Linked DNA regions of Sus scrofa: regions 2 and 3 are each linked to region 1. Evidence: chromatin contacts called from public HiChIP or PLAC-seq data. All regions are on one chromosome and are shown on one strand. The core of a region is the stretch at or near the end of the contact, and the rest is flanking DNA. Distances in the headings are between cores, read along the strand shown.

Region 1 (4,710 bases), core at 1,225-3,724:
TGCAGACATGTGGGTCCAGAGTTGCTAGATTTTCTGCTTTTTCAAGAGAAGCCAGAAATGCAGATTTTTCTATGAAATCTTCCACTTTTTAAAAGGTTGGCAACTGAATGTATATATGTATGTGTGACTGGGTCACCTTGCTGTACAGTAAAAAACTGACAGAACGCTGTGAACCAGCTATAATGGAAACAAAAATCATTAAAAAATAAAAAAATAAAAGGTTGGCAACTGATTCAAATTTTTGGAAAACACAGTTCTAGCCAAACAAAACATGCCTGAGGGCTGGATTCAGCCTGTTAGCTGCCAGTATGCAACTTCAGATGGTCACCAGGTTCGTGCCCACACCCACCACCTCCCTACTCCAGCCATTGTCCATTTCTCCTTGTTTCCGTTTCCGTGGATGTGGGGGAAAAACCACTTTGCAGCCTCCTCATAAAATCCTCTCGCATCCACTTTTTCCCTTCTCTGAACCTACAGCTGTGCATTTGAGGACGTACTAGGTGTGCAGTGCTTCACATCTCTTGAATCACTTAAATCTTCACATCTTTATGGCAGATATCCTTCTTCCGCTTTTAAAGACAAGGAAACTGGAGCTCAGAGAGGTTAAGAAACTTTTCTGATGTTGCACAGTGGCTCTGCGTCCAGCTCTTGGACGTTGGTGCCTGGGATCTTTCCACTGCATCACGCTGCCTCCGCTTTGCCAATCTTTGCCCAGAGGTCCCATCGTTCATCTCCTTCTTCTTCTAAACCTTCTCCATTTCTCCCAGCCTCTGGACATTGCTCTTTGATGAAGACTAGACTGTCACAGAGCATGGGCGCAGCGAGCCTGGGACCTAGGTTTGCTGGAGAGAGTCTCGGTTTCAAACACTGAAGCTTGTTTCCCCTAAGCACATTCATCCTTGTCAAATATGCGTCCTGATCTTTGGTTTGGAAAATGCGGCCAACATAAGTGAGCCATGCTCTATTTTGAGGCTGATTCATATTCAGCTTGTGGTCAACTCCCTTTTTCACTTGGTGTTTTTCTTGTTTATTTGTGTTGAGCCAAATTATGTTGTTAGGTTTTGTCACTAACGAGCCCCTTGCACTTGTCCCCACTGAATTACATGCTGGTTTCCAAGGACCTTCTTTCTCCAGCTCATCCGACAGGAAGTCCTTCCCTCATCCCCTTTGGGTTTGGCCTCCTCCCAATCTTCTTTCATTTTCAAGTCACTTCAGGCTCTGCGAAACTGTCTCCACCCTCCCCAAATGTCCCATCTGTCTCCCTCCTTTCCCTGCTCTGGGAGCCCTAGTGTGGCTTCCTCGGGCCAGTGCACACAGGTGGAGGGAGATAGAATCTCTTGCCCTAAAGGGGTTTGGGGAGGAGGGTCTGGCCGTGGCTAAGAATGTCTCCTCATGGTGGCCTTAGGCTGCAAGCTCTCCTAAGCCAGCTCCAGACCTAACTTGGCCCCAGGAGGATGCCAGGGGTCTGTGGACTTCTCTTTAGATAAGATGGCTCCTCGGTAGGTAATGGGAGACCCTTTGGGAGGGGGGAGGTCCTTTAACTCAGTCCTGGCCCCCTTTGGGACATCCCATTGTCTGAATGCTGTGGAATCCCAGGCCGGTTGCTAGGCACAGGGCGCTCAAACAATGTAGTGTGACAGCTCCCCAGCCTGCCCCAGGGGCCTCCCCAAGCCACAAGGGTGTGGTTTGCAGTCTGGGTACATTCTGTACCCTCACTCCGGGGGCGGGTTTGTGGTTCTCGGTGCTGTGCAGCGGAGCTCCGCCCATGCCTTTCCTCTCCAGCCACAAAAACAAGCTTAGACACCAAGAGGGGAGGAATCGAAACAGAGGCTGTTACTGTACAGCTGGCCCCTGGAGACTCGGAGATGGACCCGCCCCCTTCCCCTTCCCCTTCCCTAAAGGCATCCCAGGGTAGAAGGCCAGCACTGTCACCTGCTCTCTACTGCCGGTTCTTCGATTCCCACCCCATGCCTTTTTGAAGCCACCTTTTTGCTGAGCCACCCAGCAACTGCCTACGGGGGATGCAAGGCAGCACTCTTTGGGGACTGGCTGTCACCGCCTTTCCCAGAGACCCCACACCATAGCTTACCTCACTATGGGTAGGCACTGTTGTAAAGCACCTGACATATCTCATTTAATCCTCGCAACCACTGGAGAGACGTCCCTGGGCTTTTGTCAATCACATCTTACAGACAAACAGGAGGCCCAGAGAGGTTAAACACGATGGCCAAGGTCATAAACCATCAAGTGGCAGAAGCAGGATTTGAACCCAAGTCTGAGTCTATGGTCTTTCCACTGGGACTGGACGGCCAGCCCAGGACGATCCTGAGGACTGAGCAGGTAACACCTCCCAGCGATCTTTTCACTGGAGAATAAGCCAGCTCGGGCCTCGGAGGAAAGGATGTACTGCCTGGAAAAGCTGGGAGAAGCAGGCATGACCTTTGCCCAGTTACAGGGATTCCCCAGGACTCCCTGGGAGTCAGGCCACACCCAGCGCGGCTTCTGCTGGGTTGGCCGGCAGTGTCAGCTCTGGAGTCGGTAGGTGAGCGCGCTTGTGTGTGTGTGTGTGTGTGTGTGTGTGTGCGCGCGTGTGTGTGCAGGCGAAGCCTGGGGGTGGGGTGGGAGAGGAGGTGGCTAAAGGGAGGCATCTTCCCAGAGCTCTCTGGCACCCTCTTCAGGCAATGCACGCTCACTGCCGCTCCTCTCTCTGGATAACCAGCCTGGGACCTCTGAGGCTCTGTTCTTGGACCTCAGAACCCATCACCCTTCCTTGTAGGCGGCAAGCTCGATGGACCAGGCTGCGGCTGGCCCTGTTTTTATTTCTGTCTCTTTAATCTTTTTTTTAACCGTTTTAACCATGTTAAGTGTACCACACAGTGGCATTAAGTGCATTCCCATGTTGTGCAACCATGGCCACTATCCATCTCCAGACTTTTCCATCATCCCAAACTGAAATTGTACCCATTAAGCAGTCACTCCCCACCCCCTCCTCTCCCCAGGTCCTGGCAACTGCTATGCTACTTTCTGTCCCTATGAATTTGACAGTGCTAGGTACCTCGTATAAGTGGACCCATTCACTGTTTGTCCTGTTTTGAATGGCTTCCTTCACTTAATGTCATCCACGTTCATCCAGTTTGAAGCATGGGTCAGCATTTTATTCTTTCTTTTTAAGGCTGAGCAATACCCCACTGTATTACAGACTACATTTTTGTTTACCCATTTGTCCGCTGATAGACGTTTGGGTTTTCGCCTTTGGGCTATTTTGAATAATGCTGTGAACGTGGGTGTACAAGGATCTGCTCCAATCTCTGCTTTCACTTCAAGTCCCCCTGCCAGGGGTCAAACCTGGGCCACAGCAGTAACCAGAGCCACAGCAGGGGCAACATCTGATCCTTAACCTGCTGAGCCACCAGGGAGCTCCTCTCTGCTTTCACTTCTTTGAGACATCTCTCTAAGAGTGGATATGGAGGTATTAGCCCATTCCCCACAGCAGGCTAGTGGCCTGGCCCTCCTCAGAGGAAGCTTGCCATCACAACTTTCCACCCTGGCTCTGTTTTGTCTCGGCGCACCTGTCGGCACCTCTAGGAAAAGCTTTTCACGTCACCCTACCCTACCGCCATCCCATTGCCAAAGATCCGCAGCACCAACTCTGACTGGGGAGCCTCCCTGGGTTTCATTGACTATTTCTGCTCTGTGTATTTATGATCATATTCTCTCCTTTTGAAGACCATGTCTGTCTCAGTTGCCCTCTTTATCAGCATCCTCAGGACCACGACCACAGCTGCCATGGCCTTGGTACAATCAGTGGGAAGCAGTGTGGTGCAGCGATGAAGGGCTTGGGCTCTGGGGCCAGACTGCTGGGGGGTGGGGGGGCTTGAATCCTGCCTCGCTTCTAGTGTAACTTTGAGCAAGCTACTTGGCCGCACCATGCCTCAGTTTCTCCATCAGTAATGCGGGGACGATAGGTATAGCATCTATCTCAAGGGATTATGAGGGATTAAATGATGTAATGGACACAGAGCCCTCAGGGCAGCATCTGCTCCTTAGTAAACTCTAAACAGATGGGAGTCCGTCCTTTAGGTCTCCTTTCTCCTACTCAGTGCCTCCTTGACTGGGGAAGAAAGAAAAAAAAAAAATCAGGAGATAGCAGGAGCCACCTCAGTCGGTTTTCTGGGGAGGGTTGGTCTTGAATTTGACTCCCGGCTCCACTATCCCCGCCCCCATCCCTGTGTGGATGGTCTTTTCAGGCTGGCACCCCTCCCCTTGCGTGCAGTGCTTTTGTTAAGTCAGTGTAAACAATATAGAGACTAGCAAGACGGCTCTTTAGCCCTGCAGCCCCCGCACATTGTAGCCATTGTGTGCTGGCGAACCTGGAGGGGCTGCTGGGCTCCCGCTGGGGCCAAATAAGGCGCAGGAAAGCTGCCAGCAGCAGCTGGCTGGACGAAACCTCTCTTCCCCCTCAGGAACCTGCAACAGTGGGGATACATTGTTTCGGACTTCCAGGCGGCGAGAGGAGAAAGGAGGCTCAGAGGCGTTCATTCTTATCAGCAACGCTAGCCCTATCTAGTTGGTCCTGTTGGGTAAAGCGACTTATTAATAGAGTCTATTAATAGGGTCAAGACCATCACTTCTGTCTCCTCCGCCGTCCTCCAAACACTGATGGGGCACCTGTTACAAACCAGGCGCCGCGACAGACACAGATAAGCAGAG
Region 2 (4,710 bases), core at 1,408-3,907, 200 kb before region 1:
TGAATTATTAGCACTCCAAGAGCATACTGGAAATGGGGAACTTGGGTGGATTGTGCAAAGACTACAGCAAGCAGAAGGGTCCAAAATTAGACAAGTGTTCTGGTCATTTAGTGAATAACCTGGAATTTGAATACTGAGAAATGGGAACTGGAGGAAGAAGGCAGCAGATGGGAAATGGGGCTATAAAATGAGCTTCACTGCACCAAAAAAAGCACAGAAACAGAACAAGACTGTATGCCTATAGGAACTGTTTTGACTATGAAACCATGGCCACACCAGAAACTTTTTTTTGTCTTTTTTTTAGTTGGCTTTTTTTGATCTTTTTTTTTTTTTTAGGATACACCAGAAGCTTTTATGTTGTATGGATGTCAGGGAGGAGGAGCGGGAAAACACTGTTAACCCCAACTCATTTCATCCTTATAACCCCGTTGTGTGTCCGTACCCTCCAGATGTTTCAAATGCAGCCTTTAATGTCCTCGAACATTTTCTTTCTCTGGAATATAGCAAGAATGGTCACAAAGTATTTCTGAAAAAGAACTGAACACATTGGGTGTCGAAAAAATTATAAAGCATTTTCTTTTCTAGGATAAAAACCGGTTATGCCCACACCTCAGCGTGTCCAGTTGATTTAGGTTTTTCATCTGTGTTAAATATCAATTGCCATAAAGTTAATAGGATTGAATATAATACTCTGAATTAGTCATTTCAGTAGCATAAATGAATAGACTGTCTACGTCACTATACACTTACTTCCCATTGTTCAGTAAAACCATTCTCTCCACCTATAAGTCCTCATTGGTTTCAAAATAGCTATTTCATTCTCACAAAGTGCTGGTGGCCCCAGCCCTCCTCGGCAGCTTAATATTAAGTCTGCTCCTCTTGCTCTTCCATCTCCTGCAAAATACTCACTGAATAGCTTGGCTAATAAACATTTTACAATACCAAATAAATTTTTTTTAATTTTTTTTTATTTTTATGGCCGCACCCACAACACATGGAAGTTCCCAGGCTAGGGGTCGAATCCAAGCTACAGCAGCCGGCCTGTGACACAGCCAGAGCAACTCGGAATCTGAGCCACGTCTTCGACCTACACCACAGCTCACAGCAACGCTGGATCCTCAACCCACCAAGTGAGGCCAGGGATCTAACCCGCATCCTCATGGATACTAGTCAGGTTCATTACCACTAAGCCACAATGGGAACTCCCCCAAATAAATACTGAATCACTATGTTGTACATCTGGAACTAACCTAGTGTTGTATGTCAATTACACTTCAATTAAAAAAAAAAATCCCCCAAACTCTCAGTTACGAAAACCACTAGAGATGAAAGCATCTGTCTCCCTCCCAAAACTTTTCTTTTGCCTTTGCTTAGCGGCAGTAATCAAGAGGAATTTGGGCAGGATAATTGGCAAGTTTACTTAAGTACCAATGTAAAGAATGCCTTAGATAGTCTTGCAGAAGGGCAATGAACTTTTCCATACTAAATAAAACATGTTTGATCCGGTAACTGAAAACCAGCAGCTTATTGAGCATAATACCCCCTTTCAGGGTACCACCTTTGCACGGCTATTGGTGGGTGATTAAATAGGGCCACTTGGCTGAGATTTCCAACATTTTCAGTGCTGCAATTTCATTACCATTCCCCCTTCCCAAGGAACGTTCTAGTTCATGTGTTAAATTTGAAATTGATTGGGAACCCTGGAGAAGGGCTGTCTTCTCCACCCTCAGAAATAACGATAATCTTCTAGAAGTCCCGAGGTCAGGGCTAGCGATCTCTGGCAAGGGTATGGTGCCCGCAAATACTACCAGTAGTACGAGTACTATTAATACTAACAACTGCTCCTACGATTACTCCTACTCCTGTCACCACCACTACCATTACTGCTACTGCTCCTACCATTGATTGAGCTTCGACTATCCGCCCGTTACAGCAGCAAGCATTTTACGTGCACTGCCCTTCCCTTCGAAATGTAAGTAGCCTGAGTTTCATACGTGATGAAACGGACGCTCAGAGAAGTGATTTTTGTCCAAGGTCACACAGCTAGCACACCCGACGCCAAAGCCACCACATCACACGGCATCTCAGAACCTACACACTTCTTTCTAGGAGAGGGGAGTTGTAGAAACGGAAGCTTGGAAGCTGCGCAGGGGGGCCTAGGATTGGAGAGGTGGCTGGAAGCCAAGGCAGGATGGGAAATGAAGCACGTGTGGTCAGAGTCAGGGGATCTAGTGAGTCCTGGAGTTAGTTACCCAGTCACACAATAAACAACTGGAGTATTGTACGAGTACGTCTGTGAGTCTGATTGTTTTGTACTTCAAAAGGATAATTACCACTCTATTTCTCTCCTTACTTTCATGATCAAACTTCTCACGGCATGCGTTTCCTTAAAACTACTTTCTCTTTGACCTCTCGCTCTTCTAGCCTCACCTTTCCACTGAACCTTTGTTCTCAAAGGTCACTAACGATATCTTCCTGTATAACGTGCTGTTCGAATGGATTCTTTCAAAATTTCCCTACCTTGAAGGCCTCTCTTCCTTTGCTATTTAGAGCCTCTGTTTTGTTCGTTTTCCTTCTCCCTTCTGCTCTTTCTGTTCCTCTTTTGCTTTCCTCCAGAATTCACACCCATATATCACTCCCCTTACTCATCATTACAAGCCATCCTCACAATGGGTGAATAACGAGAGCTAGCCAAATGACGTGTACCTTGGCCTTGCAAAGCAATATAATGGCGGTGGTTGGGGCACAGGTTCTGGAGCTCAAGTGCCTGGATTCCAGTCCCCTCTCTGTTACCTACTAGCAGCCTGACCTTGGCAAATCACTTCCATGTCTCTGTATCTCAGTGTCTTATCTGTAAAGCAAGAATAATAACAGTGTTTATTTACCTCATAGAGCTGTTGTGAGGATGAAATGAGTTAATACCTATAAAACATCACAGGAAATCTTCATTAAGTGTTACTTACTATCACAGTCCGTATAGAGGCAGTACCTAAAATGCTGGAAATGAGGAAGACAAACACCATATGATATCACTTATATCTAGAATCTACTATCTGGCACAAAGGAACCTTTCCACAAAAGAGAAACTCATGGACTTGGAGAAAGACTTGTGGTTGTCAAGAGGGAGGGGGAGGGAGTGGGATGGTCTGGGAGTCTGGGGTTAATAGATACAAACTATTGCCTTTGGAATGGATAAGCAATGGGATCCTGCTATATAGCACTGGGAACTATGTCTAGTCACTTATGATGGAGCATGATCATGTGAGAAAATAGAATGCATACATGTATGGGTAACTGGGTCACCATGCAGTACAGCAGAAATTGACAGAACACTGTAAACCAACTATAATGGAAAAAATAAAAATCATTAATGAAAACATATAAAATGCTGGTTATTGCTACAAATGAATGAGTTCCTTCTGACATTTAATTTTTTAAACACACGCTGCCCCGCAGTTATCTCATAAGAAGCTCCATAGTCTTTCCATTTATTTTTGCAAAGTCCGTTTGTGGTTGTATTCAGAGTGACGAACAATTGGATGGATGTGCCCTGGGTTTTCTTCTCATTCTCCACATTCTCGTGGCTTTCAGTGCTCCTTAGATGACTCCCAAGTCTTTATCCCTTTCCCAGACCTCTCTCCTGACCTTCAGATCCAGCTAGCTGGCCACTAGGCATTTCCTCCTTGACCCTCTGACCCACAGCACAACAAATCTCCCATGTCCCAAAAGAACGCTGTCTGTATCTCCTAACCTAGTGAAAGGCAACACATCCGTCCAGTTACCCAAGCCAGAACCCTATGGATCATCATCCTACTATTTATTTTCTCACCCCTCCACCCCTTGCATCTAACTGATCACCCCATAATATTGATTCCATCTCCTCCAAGTGTGTTTTGCACTTATCCCCCCTTCCCTAGCCCTACTGCTACTGCCTTAGGTTAGGCCTTCATCTCTCCTTGTTATCAGTAAAAGCCACCTAACTGGTCTCTTCGCCTTCAGGTGTGACCCTTGACCCTTGTTCCATCCTGCACACTACAGCCAGAGCAATCCTGAAATGAAGACTTCATCCAGTCATTCACCTGCTTTATATCCTTCCATGGGTCCCCAGGGACTTCGGGATAAAGTCCAACACCGATCCCTGGCATATGAGGCCCTGGCTACTTCATATGCACCTCTTGCAATGATTCTCACATGTCACATTCCAGCTGAACCAAGCTTCTGGTGGTTCCCTGAACACCTCGAGGCTGTTTCCCCTTCTGTGTCCTCCCATATGTTCCCCTTCTCTCTCTTTTCTCATTTTTTCTTGGCAGAATTCTACTCTTGGTTCAAGATAACTTGATTTTTATTTCCATTCTGCAGTCTTTCCTAAGCCTCTGAGGCAATTAGGTGTTTCTTTCTCTGTGCTAGCTTGTCATCTTGCACTTACCTTCATTACAATAATTATATTTGTATTAGATTTGACATTTTACCTGTCAGGCAAGTTTCTTGAGGGCAGAGACCATTTCCTATTTATCTCCATATACCCAGTGTATAGCCAGGTACCATTTTGCTCGTACGACCTGCTCATTGCCCCCTCTGTAAATACCTCTGCTCTCTGTCTCAGCACAGGGAGGAATTTATTTTTCCCCTTTCGACGTCTGGCTAAATTGAATTTTTCCATTAAATGTTCCCTGATTACACTTACTTCACTCTAATCACTCCTTCACTGTA
Region 3 (4,710 bases), core at 1,254-3,753, 130 kb before region 1:
TGACCTTATTAATAGCTATCATCATGGAATTGTTAACCTCTGGTTGTCTTAGACCTGGAATCCTAAACCAATCACCAGCAAGAAGAGGGAATTAAATAAATGATTGACAGTAATGACAGTGGCTAAGCCTTCTGGGTCCCAAAATGAGGATGATCTAGGCATGCAGCAGAGCCCCCAGGCAATCGGCCATGGAAACGTAGTGTGAGGAATGGACTTCAGTGATTTCAGGGCACTAAGGCTTTGGGGGTTGTTTGTTACTGCAGCATAACCTAACCTATGTTATGGAACAACAGAAAATGTAAGCAACATGCTGTCAACTATATTGAGAGTGTGGAGAGAAGTGCCAGTTGGGGTGTAAATGAACTAACTCTTCATCTATGAAAGCAGGGAGTCAGTAAACGACGTTTAAAATGAAAATAGAAGTTCCCTGGTGGCTCAGCCAGTTAAGGAGCCAGCAGCATCATCTCTGTGGCTCTGGTTACTGCTCTGGCACAAGTTCAGCCCCTGGCCTGGAACTTCCACAGGCCGTGGGCTTGGCCAAAAAAACAAAAAAGAAAAACAAGAAAAGAAACAGTATAAGCAGTCGTGTTATTCAGAAATATGGATGAAACTACCAGGAAACAAACAAACAAAAACCCTGCTAAAATAATTGAAAGTTATTACCCAGGGAGTGGGCTTGGGGTTGGAAGAGGTAGGGCAGGGAGATTTTTATTTTTATTATACATTCTTTCAGATATTATTTTTTTTTTAATTTTTTTAGGGCCGCACCCGCGGCATATGGAGGTTCCCAGGCTAGGGGTCTAATAGAAGCTGAGCTGCTGGCCTACACCACAGCCACAGCAACGCCAGATCCAAGCCGCGTCTTCGACCTACACCACAGCTCATGGCAACACCAGATCCTTAACCCACTGAGCAAGGCCAGGGATTGAACCTGCAACCTCATGGCTCCTAGTTGAATTCGTTTCCGTTGCACCACGACAGGAACTCCCTCTTTCAGATTTTTAATATTTTAACTAAATGCGTTTGTATTCCTTTAGTGATTTTTAAAAATTTCTAATTATTTGACTTTATTTTATTTGACTAAAATCCAATCATTTCAGGTCCTGGGAACATGGTCATAAAATCCAGGTGAGGAGTTCCTGTCATGGCTCAGTGGTTAGCAAATCCAACTAGTATCCATGAGGACGTGGGTTCGATCCATGGCCTTGCTCAGTGGGTTAAGGATCCAGCGTTGCATGAGCTGTGGTATAGGTCACAGACGTGGCATGGATCCCGCATTGCTGTGGCTGTGGTGTAGGCCGGTGGCTACAGTTCTGATTCGACTCCTAGCCTGGGAACCTCCATATGCCCTGGGTGTGGCCCTAAAAGACAAAAGACAAAAAAAAAAAAAAAAAAAAAAACCAGCTGAAATCTTCTGAAAAGGAAGTTGTGTTTTGGTTGACTCACATCTCTCACACCCTAATTTATTCCTGAACAACACTTCACATTTGACCATCTGATGGTCAAACTAGTAATCTGAAAACCAGCCTCAAAATTAACACAAGAACAAGAGAATATTTTCATGCCATTTAATAATGTTTCTGAGAGACAAATACATCAAAAGGGTTTCCACCCAGCCAATAAAGTGATTTAAATTTGTTGTAAAATGGGCTATTTGCTGACGTGTTGTTTTTCTTTAATAGAATTTTTGAGGGGTTGGAGCTGTAAGGTTTTTCTCTAGTGGATTTTTCTCCTACCATGGGTCTAAGCCTGACTTCCAAAGCCTCCTCCACCAACATTGGCGTCTTCACGAAATTCATCTCTTACCTGGCCCCCACACCTGCCATGGGCATACTGTCTGCCCTCTTTAAAACCTATATCCCATTTTGTGTGGATAATACGGTCATCTAGGAGGGTCCCATTTAGGAATCTCATGGCATTTTCAGCATCGGCTCTGAGATGGTATTCTACAAAACAGAAACCACATGCTGTTTTCTTTATATTATCCAGGCCCATAAAGACATTCTTGACATCACCACACCTACTAAAGAGCTCAAATATTTGCTCTTCAGTTGTATAAATGGAAAGATTCTCCACATACAGTGTGGAGCTTTCCATCAGTAATTTTTCATGCTCTTCGTTGTCGCCACGAAACTGCTGGTCCTGGTACTCGCTCAGCTCCGGGCAGGAGTTGCTGCGCTGAATTGTCAGGTCATTGGACATAGTGCCCCGTGGGTGCCGTGAAGGCCGCAGTTCCGGATCCAGGTCAGAAGCAGTAACACCACCAACAACAACAAAAAAAACAATCAAAGCCTAAAGTGAATTTTAAAAAAGTAAAGTTATGAGGAGGGAAACAGAAATGCAAACCTAAGTGTATATCTAAGAGGATTGTGCACAGACACCTCAGCTCTTGATCATGAAGATCGCATCAAGGCAAACCCCAAATGGCAAGTTCCAAGCCCCAGGAACATGGTCACAACGTCCAATTGTGCAAGTCTTCCTGAAAGGAAAGTCAGGCTGCCTTTGGTTGACTCAGATCTTACACATCTCATCTGTTACCAAGGAACACATTTCCTAACAGTATCCTCTGGAAAAATACAGCATAAAACAGCCAAATGGATTGAATTTTCATGGATAACGAGCACTACTATGGTGTCTGATTGAGGGCTAGGCATCAGATAAATCACAGACATAATCAGGGTCAAAGCACAAATACAGTTGTCACTTACTCTCTCGTAATTTAAAATAATCCATTTTAATTCAACTCTATAATATGGAAAGTAATATATTGGATTGTTAGATCAGGCAAAGAGCCCCCTTATACCATCAAGTACTGAAGAATAAAAATGAGGAGTTCCGTTGCGGCTCAGCAGTAAGGAACCTGACTAGTGTCCATGGGAACGTGCATTCGATCCCTGGCGTCGCTCAGGGGGTTAAAGGATCCAGCGTTGCCATGAGCTGTGGTGTAGGTAGCAGACTGGGATCGGATCCCGCATGGCTGTGGCCGAGGCTGGTAGCTTCAGCTCTGATTTGACCCCTAGCCTGGGAACTTCCATATCCTGTGGGTGTGCGCCCCCACAAAAAAAAAAAAAAAAAAAAGAATAAAAATGAAAACTCCCTGGCATCATAAATCGGACCTAAATTAAGATGAGATGTTATTAGAAATAATTCCACTTTTCCTCTTAAACTTTAGAATGGCTTTTATTTAATTATTTGAATATTCCAAGTCTATTTTAAAAACCTTTTTTTTTTTAAAGCCCAAGTGTCTCACACCACACTTAAGTGTACCCAGGAAGGAAGAAATAAGAGAAAATGGTGACTCAGGAAAATCCCAAACCACTTGGGCCCAGATAATTTTAATGAATTATCTTTTCCCCCTTTACTAAATTTTCCCACTCCAGTCAAAGGCATTGAAAATGGGAGTTCCTGTCGTGGCTCAGTGGTTAACTTATCCGACTAGGAACCATGAGATTGCGGGTTCAATCCCTGGCCTCGCTCAGTGGGTTTAGGATCTGGCGTTTCTGTGGCTGTGGTGCAGCTGGCGGCTACAGCTCCTATTAGACCCCTAGCCTGGGAACCTCCATATGCCGCGTGTGTGGCCCTCGCAAAGACAAAAAGACAAAAAAAAAAAAAAAAAGGCATTGAAAATGATCAACTGGTTTTACCTACACTTTTCAAAAATATGCATTAGTTCTCTGGACCTCCCTCTATTTTTGCAATGGTTCCCAAATTTTAGTGTGAAAGAAATACCTTCAGAACTACATTGAAATGTAGATTCTTGGGGGGGGTATTTTTGATTTTTTAGTTAAAATATAGTTGATTTACAATGTTGTGCTGATTTCTGTTGTATAGCAAAATGGTTTATTTATACACACATATAAATTCTTTTTTATAATATTCTTTTCCATCATGATCTATCCATGGCTATAGTTCCCTGTGCAATATAGCAGGACCTCACTGTCTATCTATTCTAAATGCAAAAGTTTGCGCCTACTTACCCCCAAATTCTCAAGTTCATCCCTTTCCCTTCCCCCTCCTTCTTGGCAACCACAAGTCTGTTCATCTTGTCCATGGGTCTGTTTCTGTTTTGTAGGTAGGTTTATTTTTGCCATAGTTTATATTTTACATATAAGTGACATCATATGGTATATGTCTTTCTTTTTCTGATTTACTTCACTTAGTACAATAATCTCTAGTTACATCCATGTTGCTGCAAATGGCATTATTTTGTCCTTTTATATGGCTGAGTAGTATTCCATTTTATATATGTATCACATCTTCTTAATCCAGTCATCTGCTGGTGGACATTTAGGTTGTTTCCATATCTTGGCTATTATGAACAGTGCTGCAGTGAAACTTGGGTTCCTGTATCTCTATGAATCATTGTTTTGTATGGGTATATGCCCAGGAATGGGATTGCTAGATCTTTCTAGAAACACAGAGCCTACTGAAATTGAATCAAGAAAAAAAAATTTAATTTGAACAGACCGATCACTTTAAGTGAAATAAAATTTGTAACTAAAAAAAAAAAAAACTCCCTACAAACAAAAGTCCAGGACCAGATGGCTTCACAGACGAATTCTACCAAACATACAAAGAACTTATAGCAATTCTTTTCAAACTCTTCCAAAATACTGAAGAAGAGGGAATACTCCCAAAGACATGCTGTGAAGCCACCATCACCCTGAAACCAAGACCAGACAAAGATACTATGAAAAAAGAAAATTACAG

The links. HiChIP or PLAC-seq counts read pairs in DNA pulled down with a chosen protein or histone mark.
Region 2: an H3K27ac HiChIP or PLAC-seq map of alveolar macrophages shows a contact between it and region 1. The contact joins two enhancer-like sites. A contact is called at or near these places in 1 of 47 Hi-C or Micro-C datasets (liver) and 1 of 2 datasets of contacts at active chromatin or transcription factors (alveolar macrophages).
Region 3: a contact with region 1 is called in an H3K27ac HiChIP or PLAC-seq map of alveolar macrophages. The contact joins two enhancer-like sites. A contact is called at or near these places in 1 of 47 Hi-C or Micro-C datasets (liver) and 1 of 2 datasets of contacts at active chromatin or transcription factors (alveolar macrophages).

The regions. Positions count from the first base shown.
Region 1 is chrX:88,126,180-88,130,889 of Sscrofa11.1, reverse strand. No RefSeq gene overlaps it. Among named protein-coding and RNA genes, the nearest start is that of PRPS1, 54 kb to the right of the region's middle. Within about 2 kb of position 2,474, at least 24 of the 83 cell types and tissues checked have an H3K27ac peak or open chromatin away from gene starts, as enhancers often do. A contact at or near this core is called in alveolar macrophages, where this site is marked.
Region 2 is chrX:88,330,513-88,335,222 of Sscrofa11.1, reverse strand. The region is part of intron 3 of MID2 (probable E3 ubiquitin-protein ligase MID2); the gene reads right to left. Among named protein-coding and RNA genes, the nearest start is that of MID2, 39 kb to the right of the region's middle. Within about 2 kb of position 2,657, at least 2 of the 83 cell types and tissues checked have an H3K27ac peak or open chromatin away from gene starts, as enhancers often do. A contact at or near this core is called in alveolar macrophages, where this site is marked.
Region 3 is chrX:88,256,069-88,260,778 of Sscrofa11.1, reverse strand. It overlaps the pseudogene LOC102161152. Among named protein-coding and RNA genes, the nearest start is that of TSC22D3, 25 kb to the right of the region's middle. Within about 2 kb of position 2,503, at least 1 of the 83 cell types and tissues checked has an H3K27ac peak or open chromatin away from gene starts, as enhancers often do. A contact at or near this core is called in alveolar macrophages, where this site is marked.